2 separate regions of the Danio rerio genome follow, and region 1 is linked to region 2. The links are chromatin contacts, called in public Micro-C maps. All regions are on one chromosome and are shown on one strand. Each heading gives the region's core, a stretch centred on a gene start, on an enhancer-like site or on the middle of the called end of the contact. The rest is flanking DNA. Distances are from core to core; before and after follow the strand shown.

Region 1 (6,986 bases), core at 4,121-6,620, 160 kb after region 2:
ATAATCAAAAATGAAAAATCTAAATTTAATACCTTGCAAAATAGCATTTAAGACTTCTTCATTCATTCATTCATTTTCTTGTCGGCTTGTGCACCCGGAGGAAACCAACGCAAAGGCTGGAAGAACATGCACACAGAAACGCCAACTGAGCTGAGGTTTGAACCAGCGACCCAGCGACCTTCTTGCTGTGAGGCGACAGCACTATCTACTGCGCCACTGCCTCGTCTTAAGACTTCTTAATAATATAAATAATTCCTTACATTTATATAGCACTTTTCTGGGCACTCAAGTCACTTTACACAAAGGGGGATCTCCTCATCCACCACCAGTTTTAAGGGGCTAAAATTTCTCCACATTGCCTTATCAACTTTTAATACTTTTTAAGACACCCTGATAATACTAAAACTGTTACAATAGGTAGTACAGTAGGTCATCCGGGGACTTCTTACATATTGTTTTTCGAATACTATGAACTCGAACATACTACTCGGCTTGCATACTGTTTTTATCAGACTATATAGTATGGAAGTATGCGATTTTGGATACAGCTACGCAGTTTAAGTCTGCAAGCACAGCAACTGCAGGATATAGGTATAAGTTATAAGCACAATTATCAAAAACTGTGGGTACTATATCCAGATGGATGTACAATGAGCATAATATATACATTGTATTAATGCAGCTGTTACAAGTTGTATTAATGCATCATGCATGCAGTGACCATTTTCCTGTGCACATTTTGTGAGTTCTTGAAAGTAAAACGGCATAAAGTAGCTAGAGAGCATGTTGCGACATCAGTGCAGGCACTCAGTGAATAAGCTCAGAGCTTCTCTCCTGAACGGCAGGCCTTATAAGGCAGAAGAGGAGATTTGCGGAGGATCTGATTGGGGGGCTGCTTGTTCTGGAGGAGCATGAGCATGAATGAGCCTCAGGGGGAGAACAGCACACCCACAGCATGTGCTAACACACACACAAACATCTCTGAGCCACGGCTACACATCATACAGCTACAACACAAAAGAGTTCGAAATAAGAGCTCAAGATTTCAGGGTTCGGCTTGTGATGAGACATATTAAAAGGCAAGGCTGAACAAACACTGCTTACTATAATCTCATGTAGGTCGAGCATGCAGCATGTCTGAATCTGGGCAATGGAATGTTGGAAAGATTGGAATATATACTAAATACACACCCTGGCATTTAAAAGGTGGGGCCAGTAAGACTGCAGACAAAAGAAATCATTAATTTAAGTGAGCAATGCATTCAATTGATCAAAAAAGACAGCCAAGACATTAATATTGGAAAGTTATGAATTTTTCGATATATCATTGTGTTCAACAGAATAAAGAAACCCATAACAGTTTGAAACCACCTGAGGGTGATTTTTAGGTGAACCTTAACCCTAATCTAAATGATAATTCTAGACCGAAAGTGGAACCTAAAATTAGGAATGCGCTTGACTAAAAACCAAAAAATGCTTGGCGATAAATTTTTATTAACGCTTTTAAAAAATAATATTTATTATTAACTTAAATTACACTAATTTAACAAAAACACAAGCCAATAAACTGAATGGGAATAACAGATTTAAGATGTTAACAAATCTCACAGATTGCGCTTTTTAACGTAAAACAGCAGCAGCAAGTTGGACATTATAAAAGTTACATTTAAATAAACTAAATCTGTCATTACATGAAGCTTGCGTGCAAAATCAAGAGATCTGGAAAACATGCTGCAGCTGCTGCAGTCTATCAAAGCCATTCTGAAAAACATGGTTGCGTGGAAAATAAACATTGCAAACACAAGCCAGTCCATTGAGCTAAAAAAAGGGAAAAGTTGGCAGATCTGCATGTGAAAGCAGCGACTAACCCAATCTCAGAGAGAAAAACAGCATTTTTTGAAATGTGCAAAAGCTAAATAAAAAAAGAAAACAATCTGGGTCAAATATGAACTGTACTACATTTCAAATTCGAAGAATCTGGGTCTAGCCAATGAGCATGTTGGATTCACTATGAGGGGTGGAGCCACAAAGGCAGTGGAGAGGGAAAAGTGTGTCAGTTATACAACTTTTTATCTTCACTAAGGGAAAAAGAGTGAAAGAGAAGGGCAGAGGAGAGGACGTCTCCTCGCCACTGAGCACAGGAACTTGAGGGCACGCATCCAAGAGACAAAGAGGAAAACCTGAAATATGAGCAGTCAAGCCATTAACAGGGCACTGGAATTCTGGAGCTTTCCACAGCCACCGACAAATGTGGGTTAAACAGCTGCAAACTTCTACTTACTTAATGATAAAAGCATGCAGGCACATTAAACCGCCAAAACAATCAGACAATGATTACCATCAATATTCAGAATACAAAACAAAACTAATAAGTGATAGAACATTGGCAGCCAATCAGAATCAACTGAAATATGAAGAGTTTGTGGAATTTAAAACTACGTCATTCTGGAGATGCTCTGCTTTATGTTAAGCGCTTTTTGCAAAACTTAAGTGGTTATACCATGGGGAAAATTATAAAAATACATAGAAGTTTAGTCAATTGAGAACCAGTTCTCATTTACAATGATGACCTGACCGAGAGGAAACATAAAAATGAGATATGAAGCAGCAGAGACACAACACCATAATAATCTCACAGATGCAGATAATAACAACCAGGGACAAACTAAAAACAAGCACAGTTATCTTGTACTATTAACAGGATTGAATTTCTAAAGGATGATAGTGGAACATAAGTGTTGAGCTTTAAGATCTGCAGCAGATGATTCCAAGCATCAGCAACAGAAAACTGAAAAGAGTAGCGAGCAAATGAACTGCGAACTATGGGTATACAAAGGTTAATAGAACTACTAGAAGTTGACATGTTTTCTGAATGTTAAGAAAGCAAGTACATCATTGAAGTATTAAAAATAAAATTACCTCAGATGTCCAGTGCTAGTTTCAGCTTTTTTTGTGTTGCCTCATCAGAAAATGTTGTGGAAAATAGTTGGTTTAATTTGGCTACACTGATTTTGATTCGCTCAAATTCGCTTGAAATAAAGATTGACTGATCAGATGCACTGGTAGCACACTGAGCTCATCTGCTGCTTGCAAGGGGGTAATGGCTAATAAACATCATGAACTAAAATACACAGATTTTTATCATTTATCAGTGTAGATTGACGCAAACATATTTGTCATAATACTTAAGAATTAATCATGCTTGGAGTGATCGGGTCTTTAGAGTACAAATTGTTGTGTAATGGACTTTCCACAGCAATAATGAACAAAAATCTGAAAAGTGTTTCTTTAGGAAGTTTTTTGGAAAGACAATCTCAAAACATTCACCCTTCATGCACATCTAAAAAAAACAAAAAAAAAAACGCTGCAATATAGATGCCAGGCTAGTCACTTTGTAAAGAGAAACTAAACACCTACACATACAGTCCAGTAGTCTTCACATTGTTGTTTTGATTGTCAAACAAAAAAAATAAAATATGTTCATCATTTATCTGTGCTCACCATACTTTCAAAGCAAAATCAACTATTTTAAAGGAGCTGTATATAAGGTTTTGACTCTTCTAACGCATAAAACCACCATAATAGGTTAGCAGATATTTCAGAATCATGCTAAGTGAACATTTTTGTTTATAGGAAAAACAATGCTAAAGTCCGATATTCTGCTTTGAAAATGGGCGTTCTGTGCTGAAACGCTGTCTTTGTTTTGGTTCTTTTAAACCGCCCAATGCCAGTTTAGCCAACTATATAACAGCACCACGGGTTGCCTTGTTGGAAAACCGCATATTTAGTTAATTTATTCATGCATTCAGTCAATCAGAAAGGCTTTCAAAGCATGCGAAATGCGGCCTCCAGTGGACAGTAGCAGACTGCGAAATAAGATGCAGATTCAGAGTTCCACATGAGGTTATTATTTAGCAAATAATATAAATATTACCAGCGTAAAGATTAGGTGAGCAGGTTACATTTTAACCATGTGTCCTAAAAACACGCTGCATGACGAGATACGCAGTAATAAGCAATTTGGCCGAAAACAAAAATTTAAACACTGCCATTCAGAAGAACAGAATTTGCACTCACTCATGAAATGGAAAGGTTTATAATGTAATTAATACATATTACACCTCTTTAACATTATTAAATGCAGATGCTGAAATCACTGATGTGTGTTTAGTTCTAAAGTTCAATTTCAGAGGGTTTATGTTATTTTCAAGATCTAAGGTGAACGATCTGCTGCTGCTTTCAGCAGTATGGCAATAAATGTCATGTAAAATGGCATTAAAAACGCACATAATTAGCATTTAGCACTAAATAAAGCACATGCGGTGTCCCTAAGGTGATCATTGTCAGTTTTCTGTTGTTTAGCTGCAAGAAATACAAGCCACATTCCTTGACTGCACATATTTTGCACCTAAAAGTCAAACTGTCTTTCTTTGATAGGATTTTTTTATAATGAGGATTGTGCCTAAGCAGCTTAACATAAATGAAGAATAGAGAATAAAAAGCCATAATATTTCAGAATTGTGGAATCATTCCAACATATCGGGCAGGCAGCATAGTTGTGGTAAAAACCTGGTTAAACATAACACAAATGTCACTTCTGAAGTTTAATTCAGTTCAATTTAATGCAAATGTCACCGTTCAAGGATGAGCAGCTCCATCAGCCACAACCAATCAAAAAAGAGGTGAATTTATTGGAATTTTATAAATCTGACCACAGCTTCAAAAATAAGTCTATCCCTTTATAAACCAAATTACATTGGGGGGAAAACAAATCCCCCAAATGACTAAATTTCAGTGGAACAGTTGCCAAGTTAAATGTTATAGTTTCAATTTCTATAGAAGTACAGTGTGCCATCACATTTCTAGAGAAATCAAAACAAAGCCTTATTATGACGAAAAAAGATTTTTCACCATTTGACCTTTAAAAAAAACACATCTGTTTAGTAACAGCTCAGATGTTTAACCACCAAGCCGCAGCACCGTCTGCACTTTTCAGACTATAATACACCCATTATCAGGCAGGCGGTTGTCTTTTTAGATCTATCCATCTACAGAAGAAATTTGTTCCCAAGAAGCACGGCTTTGGAAAAGTCCACACGATGCTGGCCAAGTCATAAGAGCTCAGTTCTTCATTTCGAAAGGAATGTCAAACTGAGTGCCAGGAGGAGGAAGTGAATCTGGGTCACGTTATGAAATCACACTAACACAACTGTTTTCAATTTCCCCCATATCCAGTCCTGTAACTCCACCATTGGGAAGTAGCACAGGAGAGGAAAATGGAGGTCCTGCCTGATGGCACACTTAATCTATCAGTGGTGTCGAGAGGAAGGCCAAAGACGTGGGCGTTCTCTTGCTCCCAATCTCCCGCCCTGCTGAGAGCTGCTGCACAAGTGTGAGGCGGAATAATCAGCAGCAGATGTGAGGCAGAATAAAACTGCATAGGCTTTGCAGAACAAGAGCGCCACCGAGAGGACAGCAGGTGTATGACAGAAAACAAAAATACCAGATCACAGGGCAATGTCTTCTAAAGACACTACCATGAAAGTGAAAATTCACAACTTTTATTTTTAATGTAATAGTTATTATGAAAAGCATTTATTATTTTGAATGATTTATCCATGCATTTGTTTTTTTTTATTTAAAATCACATTCTCTCAATCTATTTAAAATCATTTCCTCTGGCAACTGCAATGAAAGTTAAATAAAAATTAAGTGATGATGACGACAACTATAATAAAAATATACTAACATTTTTATTGACTAATAAAATTGAGACAAGAATGTGATTGAGGGATGTGTTTTGGTAAATTTCCAATCAAAATTTAAGTTTTGGTCTTTAATGGAAAAGCTATATTCTATATTTTAAAGTTACACTTAAATTAAACCAAATATAGTTTAGTCAACTAAATCTAAAGTAGATAAAATTTAGTCAACTTAAACTAAACTAAAACTATGGTTTGAATCAGAAGACTACAATTAAAATAGAATTTTAGTCAAAAGACTAAGACTTAAACTAAATCAAATTTTGCTGTTAAAATTAACACTGATTACAATATTGCCATGGGTAATTTACAAATAATAATAATAATAAAAAATAAAAAATAAACTTTCATATTAACCCTTTGAGGTCCTGAAAATATATTTTTTGGCCCACATCTTGGATTGAATAATACTGACACAACTCTGATAATATTAATAAGTAGAAGTAGTAGTAGTACTAATTTAAATAATAATGATAACCTATGGATAAAAGGTCAACTAGGTGGTTATGATTCCTGTTAAAGGGTTAACTAATGCATTTTTTGTTAACAATTTAAAATGACCTTATTATAACGAAATATAAACAATCCCTCTTATAACACAATGGAGCTAAACACACCAGTAAGTCTGTACCAGTCTTTGCCCTGATTTCCTCACTGATGTCTTCTGCAAAAAATCTGATTCATTCACAACATTTAATTAAAACATTTAATTTGAGTTTGCTTTTTTTGTAGGTTCACAATAAAACAAACAAGCGAATGGTTACGTTAATTATTATTGCATGAAAGGGATTCTGTCCAACCCATGGCCATAATTCTCCCTTGCTTCTCAGATGGAAAGATGGGCCAAAGCAAAGGTTACCATGGGTCAACTCTGGCCTGAAGGCCCTAGTTTAGGCATCTCTGGTTTTAGCTTCAAACACAGTAAGGTTTGCTTCAACAACTCAAACCTAAGCGGTCTGCATCACAAGTAAAACGCTGTTCAAAGTGTGTACTGACTTTTTGGAGATAAACAGGCAAGTATGTTCGATTACAAACGCTAGATGAAGTTAAGGCCTTTTGTCAAATTTACTTGGTCGTTATGCAAAGTTATTTCCAAAATACATTCCTGTACATGGCAATATTATGCACCTGTAAATTTCATTAGGATGAAAATAAACAAAAGTTGTTGGCGCAGTGTTCATCTTACACAGAAGCTGCAGTCAAACATATTTTTTTTCCAGTAAC
Region 2 (6,441 bases), core at 1,942-4,441:
TCATACTGCAAAGACATGCAGAAAACTGTTTGGAAGCATTAAAAGTGTCCAAAATCTTTAAACGCAATGACCAAGAGACTGTTTAAACTGAATGTCACTGATGAGAAGACAGGTTTACTGTATGAGGCCCGAAATGGCCTTAAACAGTAACTAAATGCACTACAGAATGTTACAGTTTTAATGTGTGTTTAAATGAATGCATCAGCTTTTTACAGTGTAATACTCACTGCTCTTGAGTACTTTTAAAAGGGCTACTTTTTACTCATATTTTGAGTAGTATTTACAACAAATACTTTTGTTAGGCAGGTAATGGTACTTTTACTTGAGTATGATTTTTCAGTACTCTTTTCATCTCTGATAATGCTTTAGTGAATGTTGAACAATAAGTGCTGTAAGTATTGTCAATTTTTAGTTCCTGTTCTTAAATACATTAACTAATGAAAGCTTATTGTAAAGTATATTCTGTTTGTTTGTTGTAGTTTTTTGTTGCAGAGTGGTATGTACTTTCCTTCTGAGATTTAGTTGATCAAGTATATTTATCGTTGGCATTTAATCTGCCATATTGGATGCTTATATCTTCATTTTGTCGCAGTGCATTCAGGGATGTTTCCCACCATTAATACTTGTGTTGCTGTCTTTGAATTAGTCTAAACTGAGGTATATTTAGAAAGCTGCATGATTGTCACCTTTGGGAACAGTCTTCACATTAAAATGCTGCATCCACTAGCAGTCCCATGGGTTTTGGAGCACAGCTATTTTCTCAAACATTTGCAACTTTCAGGTGGTGTTTAGACTTTATTTAGTAGAGCGAGTTTTGACATGCCTCTCTCTCTCTGTAGCACTACTCATCCCCCCCTTTTGTTCTTCCCCCAGCCCCTCGGAACTGTGTCATTAACAAAGATGAACTGCAGGATGGATTACGGGTCCTCATCCCTATGGATGACAAGCTCCTGTATGCCGGCCACGTCAGCACAGTTCACTCGCCTGACATGTAAGAGACCTCCTGCCTGAGCTGTTTTCATTCTCTTTATAACCTCTGCTGCATCTTCCATATCATTTGCCTAATCAATAGTTGTCATAGGGTGCAAGATCTAGGTTTCTGTATAAAATTATATATATACATTTTCCAAATGTAGTGAAAATAGGTTTGCATAAACTGCATACAGAATTAATGTAGTGTATAAATTGATATCTTGGTATATACCTGGTCTCAAACTCAATTCCTGGAGGGCCACAGTTCTGCAGATTTTTGCTTAAACCACCTCTAAATCACACCTACTTAATAGTCTCTAGTAGTCTTGAACACATTGATTAGTGGAATCAGCTGTGTTTGATTAAGGTTAAAGCAAAACTTTGCAGAGCTGCGGCCCTCCAGGAAATTAAGAACTATGATATATAAGAAATGATAAGCCAAACCAATCAGTTACAAGGTGCATCACATCACAATGCATTGTATGAAAATCACAAATTGTATGTATTTTAATATTTAAGTATTTTGGCAACATGACGAACCTGACTTAGTTGGATAATCTGTGGTGCTTCATTGGAGTAGGTGGAGCTAAAGATCTCTCTCGGCACACTTGGCACTCTCCAAATATGATTGACTTTTTTGTAAACATCATGGGTCATGTTTTTCTGCATGACTTCTGCTGTTAACCATCATTGTTTTAAACATAAGTTGAATTTAGGGATGCACAGATATATCGTTTTTGGCCGATACCGATAACTCTTAAGATTTGGAGGCCGATAACTGATATATTAGCCGATAAATATATAAATACAGTGAACAACTGATTTTTTTTTAAAAAACTTTATAAAAGTTTGAACTGATCTTATGAACTGAATAGCCTACTCAAAGCAAAAAAATAAAAATTGCAAGGTGATTATATACAGGTAGTTTCGTACAATTACTTAATTTTTCAGCGTAAAGATATCTGCCTTATTTTCATATCAGAACCATAACATAATCGTTATATCAGCTGTGTTTGATTATCAAAGTTATATCAAATCACCCAATATCAAAGTTGATTTTATATCCCTGTGCAGATAATGAAAGGTTTTTATTTCCGGAAACGTACTGTCGTAGTTGTCTTTTTCTTAGAGCTTGTTATTAAACTAGCTAGTTAAATTACCTAACTTTATAGTTACTTAAATTTATGATGTTTGAATTAAAGAACAAAATAGAGCTGTTTTAGACTAGAAAACAAATCTGAAAGATTGCAAAATTTTTTTAAAAAACATTTCTAGGAAGGGAAAATTGTCTAGTTCCTTTTTAAGTGCTTTAAATCAAGTGTAGTGTGTTGACTTATTTTAGAGTTGGTTAGTTTGGTCCAAGGCTTCAAACCAAGGCCACGAAAAAGTTGGCAGTCATTCCAGCGCTCTATTTAGCTTTAGCTCCCTGGCCACATACAAATTCTTTTTACCGAACTGCTTGCCTGAGCCACTTAGTGTTACGGGGCTAAAATATTTGCCAAGTTTTTCCCATTGTAAGGTTCAGTTCAGAGTTCTCCGTGGAAAAATGTGGAAGTGCAACGTTCTGTTTGGTCAGGAAACAGAAGGGGTGTGAAGTGTCTTGAGGGAGGCGATGACAGAAACGGGCAGTTTTGTTTTGTTTGGACTTTGTATGCTTTCTGCGGTCTCCCATGGCCTATTATCCACTTGGATGAACAAGTTTTAGTCTATTGAGGGGCGAGAGAGTTCCTCTCAAAGTCATCCCTATAAAAGATAATCTCATTTGGTGAAAAATGTCAAACTGGTGCAGCATCTGGTCCGGGATCTTTAATGAGAGGGGCTCTGTACCATTTCTGCCCTCTGCGAAATGTGTTTTCCTCCATTTTAGTTTCATTAGAGCAAGTGTTTAGCATGCAGCACAGAAACACGTCTTCCTCTTATCAGTCCGAGAGCGAGGAGCAGCCATCATTCAAACCCCCATCACAATCCTTCTCCCAAATTCCAGTGAACTGTAAGCCAGAGGTCAGGCAACGCGCTGAAAATCTGGACGCTACTATGTGTGTACTATAGAAACAGTTTTCTCCCTGATGTAAGGGAGCTGAACGGTGGTGCTTTATCTGTTCATTTGCAGCTCATAATGAGATATGTTTGTCATGTTTTGGCAGTGAAATATCGCTCCTCTATTGCTCGCTCTGCATGTGTCTCTTGTACTAAAAATAGCCCATTCCAGCCAGGGAAAGGGAAGGTGCCTTTGTGCAGGACTGTTACACCATAGCTCTTCAAAGCGGGTAGTTCAGTGTGACAGTAAAAGCTGGTTGTGAAAGCATTTAATATGACGTGAGCAGGCGCTAGTGCAGAGGGCTTGACTTCAACAGATCGCTTGTTGTCCACCCTGCCTCTCGGGAAATGTAATTTTGTGTCTGCTTGTGCTACACAACACCTTAAACCCATTCAAAGATTGAAAATGCACACCCGGGCACTCAGATGTTTATATGCCTCCACCGTCGCCACTGCTGTTTATAAGCCTCGCCTGTCTTCATTAACAGAGGCCGTTGTGGAGAGCCCAGGCTTCTCCAGGCATGAACATACTTGCAGTCCATGAGAGCAGACTGCTTAATTGTGCAGTCAATAACTCACACAGCCGGTGTTGAATTGGAACTGAAATCTGGGGTAAGGAAAAGTGTCTGTTCTCAGCCTGAGCCTCAGCTTTCATGAAGCCTGGTGTGTTCTGCTCAGAAAAGTCCTTTGGCAAAGGCATTGTCACACTTTCCGACGTGAAGACCATGCTAATGGCACAGGCCCATTATTTATGGGTAATGGCAAACTAATTGAAGCTTTCGCTCTATCCTTCACTGGCTTGCCATTTTTCTCTGTTGTATCTTTAATTATGTTTTAGAGATTTTTCACAGCTAAAATTCCTCCTCCACGTTTCAACACTAATCAAAGATTTCTGAATGTCATCATGTCATCTCAGTAAGAAATGTAATACGGCGAATTGCATATTGTGCCTCAATGCGTAACTACTTTCTCTTCTCTATTGATATGTAAATAACCATCTTATAAGTCTCAGATTTGTGCTCTTCTATTGAAAGTTTTAGGTTTTTATTTATATAAAGTTATGTTTGGTTTAGTGTGTAGGTCATCAAGTACAGTTATGCCTAGTTTAGATTGCGTGATTTTAACCACGATTTTGGCTCACCGACAGGTTTTGAGAAATCGCCGACAAATGCCTGCAATCACAGGCAAATCGCTGCTCGTGCACGTGAGTGACAATCACACAGTATGAAAGATCAAAGACGCGATCTGAGAGAATCGCAGATGAGTCGCCGATGCCTGTGAGATATTTGGCATGCTAAATATCTGGAGCTGTCGGCGATTCAAATCATGCCGTGTGAATTGAGTTTTGACTGAAAATAACATCAGCGATCACCTACAGCCAATGAGAGAGCAGCTTTCACTTGTGTGTGCGTGTGTGTATAACTGCTGCAGGCCAGCGGGAGGCTGGGGGGGAAGTTAAAAGCGCTCTTTTTCGGTTTATTTGGACCCACAAAATGGAGGAAAAACTAGTGGAGATTTGACAGGACTCAGGAGCAACCGTGTCTGTTTGACGTTTCATACAGAAAGAAATTAGTTTATTATCAACGTTGAGGAGAAATGGCTAATTCCCTTTAAACCCAGGTGAGCAAACATGTACATGTTCTACCCCATTAAAGGCTTCTTTCTCATCATGTAGTTAATAACAAAAGATATACTACATGTTTTTGGCTGTGAGACGTAGTTTGGACAAAGTTGTCGGCGATTCTCCCTATAGTAAAGTCATGCAATGTGAATGTCCATGTCGCCGAACCATCGTGCAGTGTAAACAAAGCAGCGACGAAACGCTAGCCCAGATAGTCATGCAGTGTGAAAACATCTGTGACACGACTAGTTTGAAAATCATGCAGTCTGAACTCGGCATTAGAAGATATAATAAATAAAATCAAACCAGTTGACCAGGGCGAGTGTAGTCTCAGCCTTTAGATGTTATGGACCGTTTACTGACACTAAATTGAAAACGCTTCAGGAGTTTCATTTTTATCTTCTAACTGGATAAAGGATTCTACAGGATTTCTGGGAGACAGGTTTTGCTTCCTGAAAAAAAAATGATGGAAAAAAGTGTCATCTTTAACTAAAAATTGGATTTTCAAGAGTGTTTATAGTTTACAGTAGTGGTTCCCACACTTTTAACTCATGGCCCAACGTGTATGTTTCTGTGGCCCATTGCCATTTTTAAATGAACCCTCTATTTGTGGCTGGTTGGTAACTTACTTAGAAGCAAGTCGGATAACTGAATAAACTGCTGATGATTTGATTAAACAAAAAATTTACATAACAAGCTACCAAGCTCAGAGAGACTCAGGCTGACATGGTTTAAGGAAACAGGAAAACCAAAATTCAGGCAAATTCCATAAGCACAGGACAGTTTTTTTTGCAATATTTAGGTTTTGCTCAACTCCCACAGAACATCTAGGTTAGATTTGAGCACGTACAAATTTGTGAATTGTAGCTATGTAACAACATCGCAATTATTTCACCACAATCTAGACATATGCACATAAAAACAAGCACTCATGTGCTGCGATTCCATCTCTTGCTGCTTCCTGAGGGCCTTTAAATGCAGCCTTGTCCTGTCAGTTGAATAAATACCAGTTTATTTGCCTTTTAATTAATTCTTTCATTTATTCATTTTGTGGGAGACCCGCAGATAATTTTGAGCACCGGCACTCTGCACAAACATGAGTATCTTAATGCTTACACCAGCAGTAGCAAATATTGTCCTGGTTGCATTGGGTTTTACGAGTGCAGCTCTCTAGGTCAAACAAGCAGTCAAAACCGGCATAGAACTGGAGCACTGGATTCGTTGAGAGCCATATTCATTCATTCATTCATTCATTCATTTTCCTTCGGCTTAGTGTCTATTTCAGAGTTTTTACTCAGCAGATGCCCTTCCAGCCACAACGAGCACTGGGAAACACCCATACAATATTTTTAATATGCACTCATACACTGACCAATTTAGTTTATATAATTCATCTCAACAATTCACCTATAATTCATTCAGCAATGTTATTTCTAGTAATAACAACTGTCCGCCCCTCTGCAATACAATAACAGCCCACTGGGGGGCCACGACTCACAGGTTGAAAACCACTGTTAGTTTATAGCATAGAATCTTTAAAAAAGCATTCAAGAATTTTTTACACAGCATTCTTATTATAGGGGCATGAGTGTTGCATTTTTAGGCACTGGATATGAACATTATTCTGATATTATTATGACTATATATATTTAGGAAACCAGTTTCTTTGTTTTCATTTTTTACGATTTCTAAAAATGTTTAAAGAATAAAAGTTTCCCAAAGGGCTTTATTACAATTACAAATGACTTCACAGTGACCTTTAGTACGAAATACATTCCCCTCCACTTACAAACAAAAACATTTAAGTATGA

Evidence for each region. Hi-C and Micro-C count contacts between places; a contact is called where the count stands out from the background.
Region 1: a contact with region 2 is called in a Micro-C map of caudal fin, with 6 times the contacts expected there. The contact joins two enhancer-like sites. A contact is called at or near these places in 2 of 18 Hi-C or Micro-C datasets (caudal fin and hematopoietic stem cells).

Annotation. Positions count from the first base shown.
Region 1 is chr3:39,587,436-39,594,421 of GRCz12tu, forward strand. All of the region lies in intron 13 of rnf216 (ring finger protein 216), which reads right to left. Among named protein-coding and RNA genes, the nearest start is that of rnf216, 28 kb to the right of the region's middle. Within about 2 kb of position 5,371, at least 45 of the 62 cell types and tissues checked have an H3K27ac peak or open chromatin away from gene starts, as enhancers often do. A contact at or near this core is called in caudal fin, where this site is marked.
Region 2 is chr3:39,424,935-39,431,375 of GRCz12tu, forward strand. It overlaps tnrc18 (trinucleotide repeat containing 18), which reads left to right. Exons shown (of 30, transcript XM_073944922.1): 22 at 874-991. Among named protein-coding and RNA genes, the nearest start is that of actb2, 57 kb to the right of the region's middle. Within about 2 kb of position 3,192, at least 6 of the 62 cell types and tissues checked have an H3K27ac peak or open chromatin away from gene starts, as enhancers often do. A contact at or near this core is called in caudal fin, where this site is marked.